2 separate regions of the Rattus norvegicus genome follow, and region 1 is linked to region 2. A link is a contact called in public Hi-C data. All regions are on one chromosome and are shown on one strand. The core of a region is the stretch at or near the end of the contact, and the rest is flanking DNA. Distances in the headings are between cores, read along the strand shown.

Region 1 (3,323 bases), core at 71-2,570, 570 kb after region 2:
GTAAAAGGAGACCTGGAGGTACAGCTCAGTGTTAAAACTATGCACAAAGCCTGTGTTCCAATCTCCAGTTCTGCCCAAGAAGACAGCAAAGGGGCAGTTGTTGGTATCCGTACCATTGGTTGGTATCCGCTTCCCATGTCTGAGGAATGGTCAGGGTATGGGCTAGGTGTTTTTACCTCTCATGCCCGGAACTGAAATTCAGGCACCCAGATATGCAAAGTAGCAAGGAAACCTTATGCAAAAGCAAAGCCATACTACAGATTAGAAAGAAATACGTTGTCATGAGTGACAGTTGGCCACTTGAGCTAGCATACTAGAGTCCCAATTACTGTTCGGGGCTTTTATGGAGTTCAAGAAGGAGTCTGATTGCTAAGAGGCATTGCACTCTGTTATGATTGCAAGATTTTAGCTATGTTACCTCCCTTTTTCCATTGTATATATCTCTTCCCATAATGTATTTGATTTTAATCAAATGCATTCCCAAGCATGCACAATCAAGACGGTAAATAGGAGTTTCTCCTAGCAAATTCACTTAGAAGACATGATTTACCTTCCTGGGCAGTCACCTAAAACCAATTCAGGTTAGATCAGACCTCCTGCCCTCATACTGTACATAACTGAAGTATCAGTGAATAGAATCTGTTTGAAGGTCAGTAGAGAGAGGAGAAACTTATCCCATTACTTGGAGAGGATGTGCCTGCAAGCTCCACACAGGTTGTGGACAGGGGTCCTGGTTTTCTGACAGTTGCTAGGTGAATTTTCGGAAAAGGAGGTGTGTGTGTGTGTTAGTTGTTCGGAAAAGGAGGTGTGTGTGTGTGTGTGTGTGTGTGTGTGTGTGTGTGTGTGTGTGTGTGTGTGTGTGAATAGTAGGTGTAGGTGAGATCCTCAGGCTGCCAAGTGCATTGTTAGAAAAGGGATGTGTGTATAGCACAAGCCAAGAAGAGTTTCGGGTTTAGAGTTTCCTCTTTAACACCTTAGCTTAGAAGTACAGTTCAGCGTTCTCAAAACACGTGGAGGTCCAATGGTTTTACTTTTCTCCCACGGCGACTGTGGCTGTGAAAGATGCAGTCCCACTATCACTTCCTTCCTTGGGCGGAGAATCCAAGCCGCAGCCAAGCCCCTCCCAGTGACAGTGGCCTGTCTTAGAAAGCCGGTTCCTCCAAGTCTGGAGCAGGTCCTCCAGAGCACCGAGGTGGCGGGGCAGAGCGCTCGCTGCCCTGCTTCTCAGCCACGGCGTCGCTTAGGAAATGACGACACATTTGCGCATGCGTACGGAGAGCCAGCTTCTTACGTCATCGAGGGCGCGACGCCCCGAGGGCCAGCTTGTGCTTTGGTCAGGCGGGGTGGCGGCGGCGAGAGCGGCCGGGAAGATGCCAGTGGCGGTGATGGCGGACAACGCCTTCAGTTTCAGAAAGCTGTTGGATCAGTGCGAGAACCAGGAGCTTGAGGTAGTGCGGCAAAGTGCGGCGGTCGGGTGGGCGCCCGTTTCCAGGGTAACGGGCCAGGCCGCGGCCTGCTAGGAGCACAGTCCGGGTTCATCAAGCCCCAGTTTCTGGCTATAATCAGGAGACACTTCCATTTATAATGTTAAGATAAAAAGTTCACTAAATAAGCTGGGTGCAGTGTCACAGGAATCCCGTGGGCACACGTGAGGCGGAGGCAGGAGGATTGCTGGTAAATTCGATGCCTGCTTGGGCTACGAAAAATCAAAACAAAAAATAAAAGGGAGAGCAGGGGGCTCACCGACTGAAGGGGACAGCAGCAGCTTGTCGATGAGCATTTAGCAGACCGCAGACCATGTTGAACGAATAAAGATTGAGCAGAGACCTCCATAACTACCCGTTGGTAGTCTTCTGTTTTAATCTTACTTAACCTTTTAAAATAACGGGCAGAGAAATAGTGCATTAAGAACCTGTTGGAAGTATTTCTTACTTTTTTTTAAATTTGAGACTAATTAGTTCAATAACGGGGTGGTTCAGAAATCTTGTGCATGTAATGATGGTTTTATGAGGCTTGCCGTGCTGGTGTGGACTGGCCTGTTCCCAGCTGGACAGTTAGGTGCTGGAGGCGGCTGAGGGGCTGAGGAATTTCAGCAGGTGATGGCATTACATATTTGTGAATATGGAAAGAAACTGATAGCTCACTGGGGATCAATAACAGCTCACAACATCTAAGCTCAGATTTTCATCTGTGGTACTTCCCTCAGCATTTGTCTGCATCTGTAGTACTAGAAAACTTACTTTTTAAGTTTTAATTTTCTTTTTTCTGAACGTTTTTGGGAAATAAGGTGCCCACCCCCCCCCCCTTTGTTTATGTAGGCTCCTGGAGGAATCGCCACGCCGCCAGTGTATGGTCAGCTTCTCGCTTTGTATTTGCTGCAGAACGACATGTAAGTAGTGCCTTTTGCACTGATAATGCAGTAACAGATAGGTTACCTTTACCATAATATGTTGTATCTGTTTCTTGTTCAGTCACATGAATAATTAAGCTAGATTTTTCTTTGTTGTTGTTGTGTGTGTTTTATATACCCCTAAAAAACATGGTAAGTTTTTTTGAGAATCTAGCATCACGAACCAATGGAACATAAAAACAATGGTGTTTATTTTTTAACTTATGTTTACTCAGAGACTGTGTGGTGGTCGTGCATGTCTTTAATTCCCCACACTTGGGAGCCCGAGGCAGGCTGCTCTCTGAGTTGGAGGTCGGTCTGGTCTGCAGATCCAGCTCTAGTACAGCCAGGACTACGTAGAGAAATCCTGCCTCAAAAAATCAAATAAGCAAAGCAAAGCAAATTTGTACTCAGTAGAAGCGAAGAAGCTGGAGCTGGCAGGGAACACTGGGAGAGCCAGGAAGGATTAGATATGTTTGAATTAGTCTTCCTGGGTGGGAAGCAGAAGCTTGAGAGGGCTAGAGAATAGAGGCCTGGTGTGGTTCCGAACAACCCGTTGTGATATTTTTTACAGAAACTAAGCTCAGTTTCTTCATTATACATACATGAGTTATTTCTGCTTTGTGATCATGTGTCCTATGATTGTTCCAACCCCTTTGCACTCAGTAGGAGAATGGCTCCAAAAATATAACACATATATTGAGAGGGACACTCAGAGCCTTTAAATGGACACATTTGTATCTAAGTCCGTGGTTTAAATCTGTTGCTGTAGTTTAGGATCTGAATTGTTAATTTTTAAAAATTCAGCAAAAAAAATGAAAAAAATTACCCTGAATAAAAGTTATTTCATGTCCTTTTTTCTGGAAAACCGCTTTTCCTCAACAAATTCATATAGAACTGAGTTGTGCCGTGGCCTCTTTTGGTAGGTGTTCTA
Region 2 (3,046 bases), core at 401-2,900:
GTATTACCGTGTGCAATTTCAAATTAGTGGCTAGCATCCACACGGCAATTTCAATTTGCTTTTCTGCAGTTAGCTCCACAAAATGAGCATCGCAGCCAGCGCCAACAAAGCAAGCAATTCCCCGGTGGAGACCTATTGTGGCAGCAGGGAAGGCCTGGGCTAGATGAAGTAACAAAGGGTAATGGTGCAGTAAATGCAGGAGCAGGCGCCCTTGTCTCAGTCATTACCTTCGTCTCTGACGTGACTGACCGGCTGCTTATAGCAACACCATGAGGCAGGCACCTGCGAGGGTCTGCCAGGGTAGAGCTGGGGGTGTGGATCCCTGCACCCCCAACACTGGACTTTTCTGAAAATTCTGAGGTGGCTGGGCTGACATGGAGAAACAGGAATGAGCAGCAGGAGGAAGAAGAGGAGGAAGAAGAGGAGGAAGAGGAAGAGGAAGAGGAGGAGGAAGAGGAAGAAGAAGAGGAGGAGGAAGAGGAGGAAGAGGAGGAAGAGGAGGAAGAGGAAGAAGAGGAGGAGGAAGAGGAGGAAGAGGAAGAAGAAGAGGAGGAGGAAGAGGAGGAAGAGGAAGAAGAGGAGGAGGAAGAGGAGGAAGAGGAAGAAGAGGAGGAAGAGGAAGAAGAGGAGGAGGAAGAGGAGGAAGAGGAAGAAGAGGAGGAAGAGGAAGAAGAGGAGGAAGAGGAAGAAGAGGAAGAAGAGGAGGAAGAGGAAGAAGAGGAAGAGGAGGAGGAGGAAGAGGAAGAAGAGGAGGAAGAGGAAGAAGAGGAGGAAGAGGAAGAAGAGGAGGAAGAGGAAGAAGAGGAAGAGGAGGGGAAGGAGGAGGAAGAGGAGGGGGAGAAGGAGAAAGAGGAGGGGAAGGAGGAGGAAGAGGAGGGGGAGAAGGAGGAAGAGGAGGGGAAAGAGGAGGGGGAGGGGGAGGGGGAGGAAGAGGAGGGGGAGGAGGAGGAAGAGGAGGGGAAGGAAGAGGAAGAGGAGGGGGGGGAGGAGGAAGAGGAGGGGAAGAATTCCAGAGCTTTTCATCTGCAGACCTGCATCTGAAGGAAAAGTCCCCTCTGCATTAAGGCTCTTCCAGCCTGTGTGATTTGTGGTCTTTCCTCTGACAGGAAAGGTTCTTCTAACCACGATGTGAACAGAGCAAACATTTAATTTGTCCACAGTAAGGCTGTGCCTCCAGAACCTTCCATGCTCTACAGAACAGAGCCAGCTGTGGGTGGCGGTTGTGGGGTCTGGAGAGGTGGCTCATCTGTACCACTGACTTCTCCATCTCTACCAGCTTCCTGCCTGGCTGCTTCCCCGTGTGAGGCATCTCACTTGCTGCGGCTGCCCACTCGCCTTTGGATCTCTCTTTTATCGTGTTCCTCAGATTTTTTAAAGATTTTTTTTTTTTTTTGGACTTAGGTTGCTGTAGAGCTAAGGGCTCTTGGAAGAGGAAGCCAGACAAATTTCCTGAACTCAGAGGTTCTTCTGGCTGATGACTAAATAAGTAGAGACTGAGAGGGGTCGAGTTTGATGACAAACGCACAGCCAGCTAAGGTGAGTGGCACAGCCGGCCTGCAGCCCAGGCCTCCTGAGTTTCACATCACCCAGGCTGGAGTCCTGTGGGACAGTGAATCGCCTTGTCTGTTAGCAATCCACATTCTGACGACATCATGTGTGAGAACCCTGGCTAAGCCCAGCCCTGGGCTGCTCTTTGGAAGGCAGACTGGGACTTCCCCCCCCAATGTCTCAACATGGTCAGTAGAGGGCGCTAACACTGGCTTCCCAGATGAACTATATGTAACAAACGAGTCTTCCTAAGAGGGTTTGAAATGACAGGGCAATCAGGGCTCATTTGGAGAAGCAAAGATTGAGTTTCAGGCTTTACCCAAATCACCTCTACCTGCTGAAAATGTATAATACATAAGTGATTAAAATCCTTACCGATTTAATCAGAAATCTGCAGCTAACCACTATTTGCTTTGGTACAAATTGGTGTGGAATAACAAGCCTGTGTATCTGTGATTTTTTTTTTTAAACTTGTGGGAAATTTTCTGGTGATTTGTGGGGGGAAGTGTGGGGGAGGGGCCATTGAAAGGAGAGAAACGGAGGAAGGAAGCAATTGAGACGGAGCTCCCCAGAGGCTCTGGACGCAGGGCACTTAGCTGTGTTGTTGATGGCCTTTGTTCGAGAATTTCGGGCCCTTTGCTATTTATTATTCTGAACAATAGGAAGTGGTAATAATAACTCTGTGTGCGCCTCTGGCTGTAACTGAGCAAAGTTCTCTGAATTGTTTCTTTCTTCTGAATCATGTTTGGCTTCCCTCCTTCCCTTTCTCTGGCATTTTTTTCCCCTTCCAAATTATGCCTCATAAAATTCAAGGCGCTGGCTTCTTTCAAACCCTGACAAGCACTTACGGAGAGAGTCTTCTGTGGAGGGACTTAAAGCCCCCGCGTCTCCTTGGAAAACTAAGACTTTCTTCAAAAGTGGAGATGTCCCCTTGTGAGGGGAGCCGTCGGGAATGAAAACTAAGCAGCCAGGAGGACTCACCCGTTTCTCGGCCTGCGGGACTTTCTTGTAGAAGGTTTTCTCTGTGTCCTGGATCCACACCACGGACGGCTGAAGCTGGCGAGCTACCTGCAGAGGACAAGAGCCAGCCTCGAGGTGAACGCTTCTTCCTGAGGGACACTTGTCCTCTTCCCTTGAAGCGTGACTGGCACACCTTGAGGAAGGCAGGCCCTCGATGTCACCTGCCTCATCGAGGCTATCACCCATGCACTTTGCCACTGTAGGCCCGTCCTAATGGACACATTCCTGTATCAGAGCCCAGAGCCCCTGCCTGGCTTGGTTTGTCATAGGCCCCTGGTTCTCGGCTGAAAGCGAATGGGACCCACGCCACGTGCTTTAATCACGGGCCACTCACATTCCCAGGTGCTTGCTATGAGAAGACAGTTTCATCACAGGCTCCCGTGATGCTATTTGTATGTCTCTGTTCACTGGTGCCTTTGTGACTGAGACCCCCCTGCAGGATGGTGGCTCCGGGCCTTTCTAGAGCGAGCAGGGATTC

Evidence for each region. A called contact is a pair of places that touch in the nucleus more often than the background predicts.
Region 1: a Hi-C map of Schwann cells shows a contact between it and region 2, with 4 times the contacts expected there. The contact joins the promoter of Cops8 here to the enhancer-like site in region 2. A contact is called at or near these places in 10 of 12 Hi-C or Micro-C datasets (the A7r5 cell line, the Rat2 cell line, Schwann cells and 6 more) and 1 of 1 datasets of contacts at active chromatin or transcription factors (oligodendrocytes).

Annotation. Positions count from the first base shown.
Region 1 is chr9:98,653,711-98,657,033 of GRCr8, forward strand. Cops8 (COP9 signalosome subunit 8) reads left to right here and starts at 1,321. Exons shown (of 8, transcript NM_001013227.2): 1 at 1,321-1,448; 2 at 2,319-2,389. The coding sequence starts at 1,371.
Region 2 is chr9:98,084,196-98,087,241 of GRCr8, forward strand. Iqca1 (IQ motif containing with AAA domain 1) reads right to left here. Exons shown (of 19, transcript XM_017596905.3): 16 at 2,530-2,616. It overlaps LOC102554789 (a long non-coding RNA gene), which reads left to right. Exons shown (of 7, transcript XR_010054860.1): 6 at 1,402-1,536. Among named protein-coding and RNA genes, the nearest start is that of Asb18, 42 kb to the left of the region's middle. Within about 2 kb of position 1,651, at least 6 of the 93 cell types and tissues checked have an H3K27ac peak or open chromatin away from gene starts, as enhancers often do. A contact at or near this core is called in Schwann cells, where this site is marked.